2 separate regions of the Rattus norvegicus genome follow, and region 2 is linked to region 1. A link is a contact called in public Hi-C data. All regions are on one chromosome and are shown on one strand. The core of a region is the stretch at or near the end of the contact, and the rest is flanking DNA. Distances in the headings are between cores, read along the strand shown.

Region 1 (6,582 bases), core at 2,624-5,123:
ATGGGTTGGTGTAACCTGATCCATGTCCTGGAAAAGAGTGCGTGCGTGTGTGTGTGTGTGTGTGTGTGTGTGTGTGTGTGTGTGTGTGTGTGTGTAATTTGCTCTTGGTGCTATGTGAAGCTGAAAGTTAATGGGGGCGACAAGGAATTGGGGGCAGCAGGCTAACCGTCCCAACCTGGAGCCTGCTCCAACCAGGTTGTGAGATGCAAGGAGAGGTTTCTTCCTAAGACAGTTTTGTTAGTCTTAAAAGTTTCGCGAGTGTGTTTGCCATCCTCTGCCTGCCAACCTGGAGCAAGGACTGTAAAGGCTGCTGTCTGAAGCGAGTTCCCGGGTGTAATGATCCCAGGGACTCTGGAAGGTGGGTTGTGAGCACAGGACCCCTGCAGCGCGCTGCCTTTGCACCTCTGTGCAGGCTGCAGCCGCAAAGAGCTGGCGTCAGTAGAGTCACTGCCACCAGTCTCCATGAACTGGGGTGGGTGGAAATTGTGGCAAGCCAAACTGTCCTCAGCTCTGGACACACTCGTGATTATGAAATCAACCAGGCTCAAAGTTCTGATGGAACTGCAGAGTCTTGAGCGCTGAGCGGGTGAGTCCGGTAGAAGCATGTCTGGAGAGAAAGAGAGAGAGCTGGCAGCAAGCAGAGGGTGTAGGATAGGACTATCCACTTGTGGGTGCGTGGGGAAATCTATTTCTGGGCAAGAACTTTATATATAGCACCGGGGAGTAAGTCGGCTCTGACCAGGCTGCAGGGTTCCGTGGTGTAGCTCTGGTGTTTGTGCTGAAGGGGTGTACAGTATATATGTGCTGTGTGTGTTTGCATGCGTGTGTGGGAGCGCACTGGGAGGTGTGTTGGTCTCTTGAAACAGGGTGTTGAGAGAGAGAAAGAAACCATAGAGATGCTGCCTGCTGTTTGTATCTTCATGAGATCTTGGCCAGACAGGGAAAGGTAATGGGAAGTGAGAGAGTTGGGGAGACACAGCTGCTCCCGAATAGGAATAAATTTCCTGGACTTAAAAACACCTAACTTCCCTGCCCTGGAAGGTCTGAAGACTGGAAATGGTGGTTTCTGGAGCTCTCAGGAAAGCTGAATGGGAGGGCATTTGCACATCTAGGAGATGCGTGCATGTGTGGTTACAGAATTTGAGAGACCAGAGCAGATTCACTGTGGATCTGTGTGTCTCTCAGGATGCTGCTGTTCCTGTCCAAGGGAATAATAGAGGTCTCAGTCAGGAGTGTTTACTCCTTAACTCCCCGGATGTGGCTGAGACAGCGCTTACCTCTTCCTACAGAAACTGGGTGTGCAGTAGCAACGAGTACTCTAGGCTGCGTCCTACATGGATTACAGGAGGTTTCTGTTATTCTTGAGGGGACAGCTACTGAAATATTTTCACAGATTAAAATGTTACATGGAAATGAAGTAAAATAACAGAAAACAAAGATTATATATTATATATGCATATTAATGTATATATTATATAGGTATGTATGCATTGGCATTGAATGTGTATATAGTATACATACATAATATACATGTGTATTATATATGTATGTAATATACATATATATGCTGTGCACACATATATGTATTATGTACTTATGCATGTATGCAAGAATGTATGTATATGCTGTAGCTGGAAAATTCTCTCTCCTTTGAGAAAAGCAAAGCTCTGTTCTGAGATCAGATGCCAAGAGGGCTCCAGACACTCATTTCCCCTCCAGATAGACCTCTGGATGGACTAGAAGGCTGCCTGCTTGCCAAGAAACTCTGGGCAATTGTCATCTGTGGATTACAAAGCCCTATGAGTTCTTCATTGCCTTCTTCTGTCCTTATAAATTTTGTCTTCACATTGATCTAGAGGGAAAAGAAATCGGTCAATCAATACTCAAATGTCCCTTCTTTTTCTTTTGGGAGTAAATAGATCACAGTGAGATTACAGTTATGGTCTCCTGAATACCGTGGAAGACCAAGGCTCAATGAGCAAGGTGTGAAACGAGTCTGTGACTACAGTGGTGACGTGAGGGCATTACCACATAGTGTTTCAAAATGAGCCTAACTTTGCCTGGCAAATATTTGTTTTAGCCAGGGTTTGCGGCTGTGTTTTTGATTATTCATTTTTAAACAGTAGACTGCACCTCATAAACCACTTTCCAATGGACACTACAGGCCTTGACTATGCTGTCTCTGGCGCCCGTTTTAACAGATGTTTACAGTGCTTGGTAACCTATGGGACCGTCATGTGGAGTGTCTTGTTAGCTCAGGACATAATGTTTATAGCACAGCGTAATAAATGAAGCTACAGTTGCAGCCTGCTTCTGCCAAGTGCACGAAACACCCCAGTGTGGAAACAGATCTTGAAGTTGTTCCAACTTGGCCAGCCTTTTTGGCTATCTGCTGCTAAGCATTGTTAATGTACAGATAAATCTGAGTGATATGAGGGAATATGGGACACCAGATTGTTTAACTTACAACAAAACGTGGTCTCTACTTGTAAAAATCTACTAACCAGAGGATTAAGCTTCTTAGCAGTTTCCACCAGCAAATGACATAATTTTGGAGGTCCGGTTGCTTTAAACTCAGTCTCAGCCAAAAAGACCAAGAAGTGATGTGTGCTTGCTCTTCAAGACTGCATCTTTAAATATGTCAATAATGGAAATACTTCTGCTCCTTGGTGTGTGTGGCTATACAAACACAATTTTCTTTATAAAAGAAGGCTGGGTGTAGCAGAGAATGAGCACATAGTAAGTGTAAGGCACTAGGGTCAAACCCCGGCATGAAGGGGGGGGGGGGGAGCTACCCTGATGTAGCCATGATTTGAATGCTATGAGCACTTAAGTTAGAGTTGGTGAGAATTTGAGTTTGATAAGACTAAAGTCAACCCCTCAGCCTGATGTGTAAGCAGGGCAGAATGCCCTTTTTAGAAAGTGATGCTTTCCCCACCTGGAACTGCTATAGTGACAATCTTATACCCAATAATAGAGCTGCTTAGCTCGATAACTACTTCAAAGGTAACGTTCGGTAGTGTGTGACTCTCCACTTCAATAGCTAGTCTATCGCCTCCTAGAAATAGTGAATTGCAACCTCACCTTCTCCCTGGCCAATCAATTCTAGAACTTTCTTTGGAGAAAATTCAACCTCGTACCAAATCAACTTTTAAAAATTCCCTATTCTCCTATTCTTCGATTGAATCTAATTTTCCTTCCTGTTGTTTAGAAATCTTTCTATATTTGGAAGCCCTGTGCTCTTTCCCTTAAATTTTTGTTACCTGTCCTAGGAGTCTTTCTTACCACCATCGAACCTTACCCTTCTCTGTTATGAACAATTTGCCTCAAGTTCCCCATTCTCTCTGCCCCTAATTAATATATTTTGCCCAAAACACAGATTAGGAACTCTTGGTTTTATACATTCTATCTATAAAGACAGTTTAACATCTATGGTGTTTAATCAGCCGTCTCTTTATACCATTAACTAATTTCAACCCTATAAGGGAGACAACAATATGTTCTTTTCAGATTACTATGAATCTATAGTCAATGTTGTAACCATCTCACGGGTTCCTCAAGCCCACACTTGCTATTACTTCATACAAAGTGTAATAAGAGAAATAAATATAATTTTATATGCTATGTAGATAGCTCCTTAACTTTCCCTCCCTATGAAGGAGTGTACCTACCAAGAAAATGACAGGATTAGGATTTTCTGAAGATCAGCGAGTTGCAGCTGTGTGTTGCAGACAGGTTCTGACTAGGATGTATTTCTTTCATGGACCTTATTGTGTCTGCTTTCATGATCGTGAGTCACTAATGGCAATCAAACATTTATTGAAGGCTTGTTCTGCCCGAGTCCCATAGAGTGTGCCATCTGGCCCCAAATGAGGTGAAAGTACACTGGACAGAAATGCTTCCTTTGGCAACGGGGTTTGAGACGCAGGTAGAGGACATGACTAAATCAACAACTCACTTTTTACTCAGGAGGTAAATGGCTTGCTAATGTCCCAGGCAACACTAAAGTGCTCGGTCTCCATTAGAAGCTATACTCTAACATCCGTAGGCAATTAGGTCCCCATATCCTGCAGTACGTCTAGCTGGGAATTAGATGAGTGTTCTGCTACTCATGATTTCTAAGGTCTAAGCAACCTTGCTGTGAGATGGGAAAGCTGACTTATGTGTGAAAAAGGGTGGGGTTAAAAAAGCAAACCCTTTAGGGCTCATTGACTGGGAATTTACCACTCAAATGGTGATGATGAGCTCCTCTGGAACTTACTTTCCTCCCCTGAGAATATAGTAAGGTCTACCTTGTATTTCTGCATAGGATCTTTAGCATCAGTGGCTCATACAGTGATTGGTTTGAGGTCTGCTGTGATTGGTTTGAGGTCTTGGGCTTCTCAACAAATTATCAATCTCCTTGCCACCTGCTCAGAATTGTCCACAAACTGAAGGTGCATTTTTATGAACCTTCCAGCAAGGAACAACTTACTGTGCTCCATAAACATATTTGATACAATAATCACTTGATTGTTTCTTCACTAGTTTAGAAAATAAAGCAAAACATGTAAAAGAAAGATTTTCATTAAAAAAATCTTAAAAGAGACGTTTTATTTTAGTTCCTGTAACGTATGAGAGACTTATAACAATTCATTTGTCAAACAACTCTTTATTATTTTGCTTTGAAAATGTAGTTAGTGTATTAAGAATCATGTCCACTTTTCTCCTCTGGTGTTGTCATTGTAAGGGAAAGCAGAATGGAGCTATGCAGAACGGAGTCATAAGCAGGTCCCTCGCTTGCTTAAAGCTCTTGTGATATCTGATGCTGTAAGCCCATCTGGACTTGGATGATGGCTGATAAGCTCAAACTTCAATTTTCCTTTCTAATTGTCAGAAAGTCAACTTTGGTCTTGGGCAGTGTGATGACTCAGGATTTGTCCTGTCAGTTGCCTTTCCAGGGACCTTCAAGCTATGTGCTTTTTAGCCTGGAAAATGTCAATTTGGCAAAACAAAGGGAAAAATTGCCTGGTAAAGGATAGAAGAATGATGAATTGTAAATATTATATATATTCAAAGTTATCATCCCATAAGGATAGAGAAAAGTACCAGAATCCTTGAAGAAGGTCATGATAGCTGAAAATATATACCATGTTTATATTGAGCAAATAAAAGATATTAAAACAAGAAGCCAGAGAATGAAGAGAAATGATATCTCTCACATTAAAACTGTTGTATCTTATCTTTCTGAAAGATACTGCCCAAGTGATATCTGACTTTTCACAGACGCTAAATAAATATTCCATTGATGGCTTTGCCTTAGTAGTAGGAAGACATACTGAGCAATTGAGATAACAGGAGTGTCCAGAGATAGTCTGGGGCAAAGAAATGTAGATAATGATAATACCTGGAATCTAAGTACATTATGAATTTTTGTTTGAGTTCCTTAGTTCAATGACAGCACTTGATGACAAGCATCCCAAAGAGAATCCTTCCCACAGAACTTCAAAACATCTACAAGTTCAAGCAGTATGGAGACATTAATATTATATTTTATTAAAAATTATTTTTATGTATATGGGTGTCTTGCCTGCATGTAAGACTGTACACCACATGGGTACTTGATGATCACAGAGATCCTAAGAGGGACTGACCTCTCAACTAGAATCACATCCAGTTATGGCCTCCATGGATTTGTTCAGTCCTTTGGAATAGTGCACGTGCTCTTAATTGCTGAAACACCTCTCTAGCCCCTTAGGTATAACTAGACTGGACCTTCATACACCCCATCATAACCATGAAGTTTTAAGTTTGGTTGTGTGGAGTTGAGTATTTTTATGAGAATTATATCATATGAAAAGTTACTTTTAAAATAATTGGAGGAACAATGCTGAGCAAAGGAGTTCCCCCCCAAAGGGTACCAGTTGGGTCAAACCAGTGGTATTTTTTGGTATCTATGTAAAATATAAAAGACAGAGCACATATTTACTGAGCCACGAATATGTCCTTTGAAATGTGATAGACATTGGGACTATAAAAGCAGTAATTGCGACTCAGCATTCAGTTAAGAAATGCAATGTTAATAATATATAATGGTAATATTACGGAACAACTGGTAACAGTTGAATGAAAAGCAATAAACTTCAAATCATATAGTTTTTTTTAAACTAGGGGAATTTATCGAAGCTGAAGGATTTAAAGAGACAGCTCAATTACCAAAGTAGCTCCCAGACAAGTCTTGGATATAATAATTTCTTCTCTTATGTACAAAGAATTTAAAATATTTTGTGCCAGGAAGTTGGAAACTGAGGACCAGAAAGTATACCCAAAACTCCCTAGGGTTATTTGTAGCAGATCGTCAGGTGGGGTTTACTGTGGATTTGTCAAATTACGGACCTCTTCCTGTGCCTACAGAGGTTGTGTGTATATGCTCATCACTTGAGTTCGGTATTCAGGAGGCCATGTTGAGCCCAGGGCTTGTTGGAGGAGTAACTACTGCATGGTATTTCGGCATACTTCTGTTTCTCAACTGTTATATATTTCAAGTAGTAATAATTTCAACAATTCTTCTCATGCTACTATTCTAAGAGACCTAGTAATGGA
Region 2 (5,752 bases), core at 3,095-5,594, 320 kb before region 1:
TTCACATAGCCACAAATTCTATCCCATGTAACTTAGGAACACTCTTTCATATTATTAGGCATACAAACTACTTGAAATAGTCTAGGATTTCCTACTAATCAAAATTAGTAAATCCAACAAAAAAAAGCAAGACTTCAAAATTTGCTCAGGACACCTGCCTGTGTGAGCATTGTAGGCTCTTTACCACTTTATAGAATTATAGTAGGAAGCCGGGGGCCATACCATAGAAAACTACACTAGCAGCAATAGATATCTGAGACAGAGACTATGTAGTCCAGGCCAGCTTCTAACTCTGTCATAGTCGACCTTAATTGTTAATTTGACACAGCCTAGATTCATCTGAGAGGAGATACTGAGTTTAGGAACTGCATAGATGACATTGGCGTGTGGTCATACTGTGAGTGACTATTTCAACTATTAAACCAGGAAACTCAGGCAGTACCATGGTGGGAGACATGCTGTGGGAAGAATGGGGGAAGTGCTAATGTGTCAGGGAAGAGAGCCCAACGCAGAGAGTGAGGAAGAGGAAAAAATAGAACTAATAATGAAGACCTTAATAATTCATTAGTTCATATTTTATAACTAGAGTTACATAATCATAGCAAATATGAAATTGTATGTATTTTATGAAATACATATTATGACTTTTTTTTCAGTGAAGTTATACTACGTGGGGTGATAACGCTTTCATTCTAAGAGTCATTAACTATCTAACAAAAATTCCCAGTACTTGGAATTAGAATCATTTGTTTGAGTTGTGGAGGGAGGAGGGAGGTTAGTATAGAAAGAGAAGGCTATGGAAAGAGAGGGAGGAAGACAAAACAGTACTATGGATTCTTGAAAAAGCTATAGGAATCATATCACTTTTATTTACCTAAAAGTACATAGAAGTAAGTTTACATATTGCATATGCATATAAGTTAGACAAATTTGTGCCACTTGGCTGACAATGCTCTTCACAAGAACTATCTAAGAAAAACTCTTAACACCAGGCATGAGAAAACATTTTTGAAGTTGTTAGTCAGAGGAGTCCAAGAGACTCTCAAAACAACACAGGCTATTGTAGTTACCCTTTGTTGCCTCCTGATGGTAGGTCTGCATTTTTGAAGACACCGGGTCAGACAAAGAATTCAGGCTGGACTGAAAGCCTGCTACCTGAGGATTACCTTTCAAGGTACTGGAAGGCACTAGAAAAGCTGTCAAAGAAAAGAAACAGCCAATAGTTGTACCCAGCTGTGAATTTTATGAACTGTACCGATGACCACTATGGCATGAGATCCCTAAACCTGCAATAGTGACCCTTATGTACTGGAGGTAACAAGCAGCTGTCTAACTGGACTTAAAGCCTGCTCAACAGGAGGGAAACCTAGCCAGCGACCTGGGTTCAATCAGGCGGAAGAACCCTCAGCTTCTGCTTCTACCATAGGTGAGTGTAATTCTTACTCCTCATCAAAGAAAGCTTCTCTTTGCATCAGCCAGAGATCATTACGGAAACGAGAACTGGTCAACATATAGAGGACAACTGATTGTGAGGTGGCCATTGCATACATCTACGACAAAACTTCTGCATCTAAAGCTCAGGGAAGATAAGATGAGGGAGGAGATTATAAGAGCCAGAGGATCAGGGTGTCTGTTGTGATAGTTTCTTCTCTATGGACTCTACAGCTATGAAATCTCACCAATATGGTTGCCTGAACAAGACAGGAACAAGAACTAGACAAGTTGACATACCAGTATGGATGGACAAAATGTCAAAGGCTCCACAGCAAGATCAAGACCTACAGGTAACTAATGGCTGCTGAGAGAGGTAGAATTAAGATTCCCCAATGATGAGAGCCTTAATTGGTTGTCCAATTCGAGTGGTACAACAACTCTAAACAGATTCAGCAGGCTGTATTTTTGTGTGGTGGTGGTGGTGGTGGTGGTGGTGGTGGTGGTGGTGGTGGTGGTGTGTGTGTGTGTGTGTGTGTGTGTGTGTGTGTGTGTGTATCAAACACAGCTGGTCGTATGTATATATTTATGCATATATATGTACAATAACAAAGAAAAAGAAGCCACAAATGTGGGGAGCAATGAAGCTATGGGAGGGTTTGGAGGGAGTAATGAGAAGGGTAGCAATGTAGTTATACTTTTAATTTAAAAGTAAAGAAAATGGTATAGGAAGAATAAAAATCTAGATTTGTACTCCAGAAAGCCTTGACAAATAACGATACTAGTTGTTCATTCATATATGCACTCTGATAAAATAAACCATACACAACATCTCCCACAGTGGGGGGGGGAGCTTTCAATAAGCTAACAATTACTGTTTGCTGGGCAGCAGAAAGCAGTATTAATCTCTATCTTTAAAGATGCCCCACTATACAACAGGGACACTTGCTCAACTATGATCATAGCAGTTTTATTTATAATAGTCAGAAACTGGAAATAATGTAGACACCCCTCAAGTGAAGGATAAAGAAAATGTGGTTCATCTACACAATGGATACTACTCAGCTACTGAAAACAAAGACATCATGAATTTTGGTGGCAACTGGATGGAATTTGAGAATATTGTTCAGAGTGAGGTAACCCAGAGCTGGAAGGACACGTATGGTATGTATTTACTTATGAGTGCACTAGTCAGTCATAAAGTGCAGGATAACCATGCTACAATTTACAGACCCCCAAAACACTGGGTAATCAGGAGGTTCTAAGGGAGGATGCTCAAATCTAAATCAGAATAAGGGGAAACTAAACAGACATTGGTGGTAGATTGAAAGAGGATAGGAACTTAGTTTTAAGTTATGTGGATATAAAATTTGTTTTAAAGACAGTTTTTCTAATGTGTGTTTTTGTCATTTTTATCAATAAGTTAGATGGCTGAAGCTGTGTGATTTTATTTCTGGTCCTTTATTCAACTCCATTAGTCTATGTGTCTGTTTCCGTCACATGCCTTTGTCACTATGAGCTTATTGTGTAATTTGAGATCAGGTATTACAGTCCGTCCAGTGTCGCCCTTTCTACTCTGGGCTTTCTAACTCCAGGGCTATTTTCAGCGTAGGAGCTTGACTCCTAACCACTGAGGATGGCTTTCCAGGTAAGCCTTGCTGTCTGAAGTGGGCTCCCTGTTCCCTGAGTCTTTCGGCTTGTTGGGAGGGAGTCCTTCTGCTCTCCATGGCTGCCGCCACTGCTCTGTCTCTCCCTGGGCTATAGCAGGTGGAAACCAGGCTCCTGGGTGGTTTTCTGTTCAGCTCCCGAGGGTAGCTCAGCTTTTAACTTTAGGCTGATTGCCTTTCACTTTGGTGTCCAGCCTTAGCCCCCTGATCATATGTAGGGAGACCGAGGCTCCTTTCCACTGATCACTCACCATCTGGAGGAATGACTGTCTTACTAAGGTTTGTAGCTAGAGCTCAGGTCTGTAAGGATGTGGGCGTATCTTTTGGGAGCTCACCAATTGGTTCTTCATGTGTACTCTTGCCTTACCTTTCGAGAGGAGTTTGCTTCTCTGCCAAGACAATGACCTAAACTAGCCTTATCCGAGTTTATTGTGAAAACTAATTGATGTGAAAAGATATTAAACATTTAAAAACCATTTGCAGACGTTTGAAATGGTGTTTTTTTCAGATGTTTATACACTTAATTTCCTTCCCTTGGATCCTGACTCTTTAACGGTTAGAAATGATTTCTTTTATGATTTATTTTTATTACATACTTTCCACGGTGCAAAGGATAGCACTGCTAATCGTTAAATGTCACTGTCTGAATATATGTTGGGCTTTGTTTCATTTCTAGTAAGCGGTTTTTCTTCCATGCATTTATCTTAGCTGAGTAGACTACTGACAGAATGCTTTCCCTCGTGTATCCCCTTTTCTCACCAGTAGGGGGCACCTGAGGATTTTTAACTGCATCTTTCGTCTCTTTATTTCAAAGAAGCTACACTTAAGTTCTACGTAGATTTTTTTAAATATTTCTTTTTGAAATTATAGTATAATTATGACATTCCCACTTCCTCTTTATCCTCCCAAAATCCTCTCATATACTCTTTCAAATTCATGGCCTATTTTTTCTTATTAATTGATTATGTGTGTGTGTGTGTGATATCAATATATCAATTAATCAAAAAAGTATGTATCTATGGAACACACAGTTTTAATTGATATATATAAATTAAATATATAATTGATATATGTTGTATATATCAATTAAAATTATGTGTGTGTTCCCTAAATACATAAATGACAACATTCCCAGCATGTATAACACTATTTGCATGAATGTTTTCAGGGCTATCCATGTGGTTCTGGATAACCATATAGTGTGTTCTTCCCTGGAAAGACTATTCCTTCCACTATCAGCTCTCAGCAGCATTCTTCGTTACTTGTAGCTCTTTGTGTGGGCTGAGGCCTCCTGCGTGACCTCTGCCCGTGCTCAGCCCGTGCTCAGCCCGTGCTCAGCCCGTGCTCAGCCCGTGCTCAGCCCGTGCTCAGCATGTCTGTTATTACTGCCCTTGCTTAGCTCACGCTAAAGCAGTCCTACCGGTGAGACTTCATGAGTGTAGCTTCTGACATTCCTAGGAGACAGAATTACAAAGCAGGCTCCCTGTTTCTCTCACAAAATTTGTGCTTCGTCTTCCACAAGGATCCCCAGTCTTAGGTGTGGGATTATCTATTGGTGCTGGGTTCCACAACTTTGCATCGTGATTGGTTGTGGTTCTGTAATTTGTCTGCTGCAGAGAGACGTTTCTTTGATGAGAGGGGAGAAAACACTCATTTGTGGCCATAAGGACAGATATTTAGAATGTAGTTAGGGATTAAACTGGTTTAGTAAAGTGGCAGTTACAGATTCTCTTTCAAGACTGAAGACTTCAATGTTCCAGGGTAGTGGATAGGTTTCCAGTACCAGATACAGTTTCCCTCCTATTGAGCAGGTCTTATGCCTAATTATAGAGCAGATGGTTACATCAAGATACTCATACAGCAATCGTTCAGAGCATCATAGCTGGGTAGGGCTTCTGGTTACGCTGTCCTTTGGAAGCTTGTATGGCAGTTTCTCCTGCCATGAAGGATAGTCCTGAGGGAGAAGGCTTTCAGGTTATTTCAGCTCAGGGACCACTGGGCCCTGCGTCTTAAGTGCATGTCTTCTGCCATAGGGGCTACCCTTCCACCTCTGATGACAACCAAGGACAACAGCAACAGCCTGCATGTTTTGGAAATCTTCTGGGAGTTTTTTTGGACAATCCTAATCAACTACTCAGAAGAGGCCTTCTCATGCCTCCTTCTGCTGTTGTTTTTAGATAGTATGTGGCTCTTGGAGGGATCATTGTTTGCCCACATGGGAAAATTTCATTTAACTTGTATTATAGGTATTTTAAGTAGATACGTAATAGTATGACCCCTTATGATTTTTTTCAGACATCTTTATTGTTATTTCACCCCCTTCCCCTTCCATATTTATACCTGGTTTCTAATTATAGGGTGACATTTGGATACTTTTGACATTCTTTTTACATCACCCAAGTAAGCTTTTATGATTACTCTTTTTTATTGTTGTCTTCTTTTTTTATTTACATTTCAAATGTTATCCTCTTTCCTGGTTTCCTCCTCTGGAAACCCCTTATCTCATTCCCCCTCTCACTGCTTCTATGAAAGTGCTCACCCACCCACCCCCTCCCGCCTGCCTCCCTGCCCTGGCATTCCCCTACACTGGGGCTTTAAGCCTTCACAGGACCAAGGGCCTCCCCTCCCATTGATGCCTGACAACGCCATCCTCT

The links. Hi-C and Micro-C count contacts between places; a contact is called where the count stands out from the background.
Region 2: a Hi-C map of liver shows a contact between it and region 1, with 4 times the contacts expected there. The contact joins two enhancer-like sites. A contact is called at or near these places in 8 of 12 Hi-C or Micro-C datasets (the Rat2 cell line, Schwann cells, frontal cortex and 4 more).

What each region holds. Positions count from the first base shown.
Region 1 is chr2:54,525,317-54,531,898 of GRCr8, reverse strand. It overlaps a transcript of Ghr not described here. Among named protein-coding and RNA genes, the nearest start is that of Ghr, 97 kb to the right of the region's middle. Within about 2 kb of position 3,873, at least 1 of the 93 cell types and tissues checked has an H3K27ac peak or open chromatin away from gene starts, as enhancers often do. A contact at or near this core is called in liver, where this site is marked.
Region 2 is chr2:54,847,548-54,853,299 of GRCr8, reverse strand. No RefSeq gene overlaps it. Among named protein-coding and RNA genes, the nearest start is that of Fbxo4, 65 kb to the left of the region's middle. Within about 2 kb of position 4,344, at least 5 of the 93 cell types and tissues checked have an H3K27ac peak or open chromatin away from gene starts, as enhancers often do. A contact at or near this core is called in liver, where this site is marked.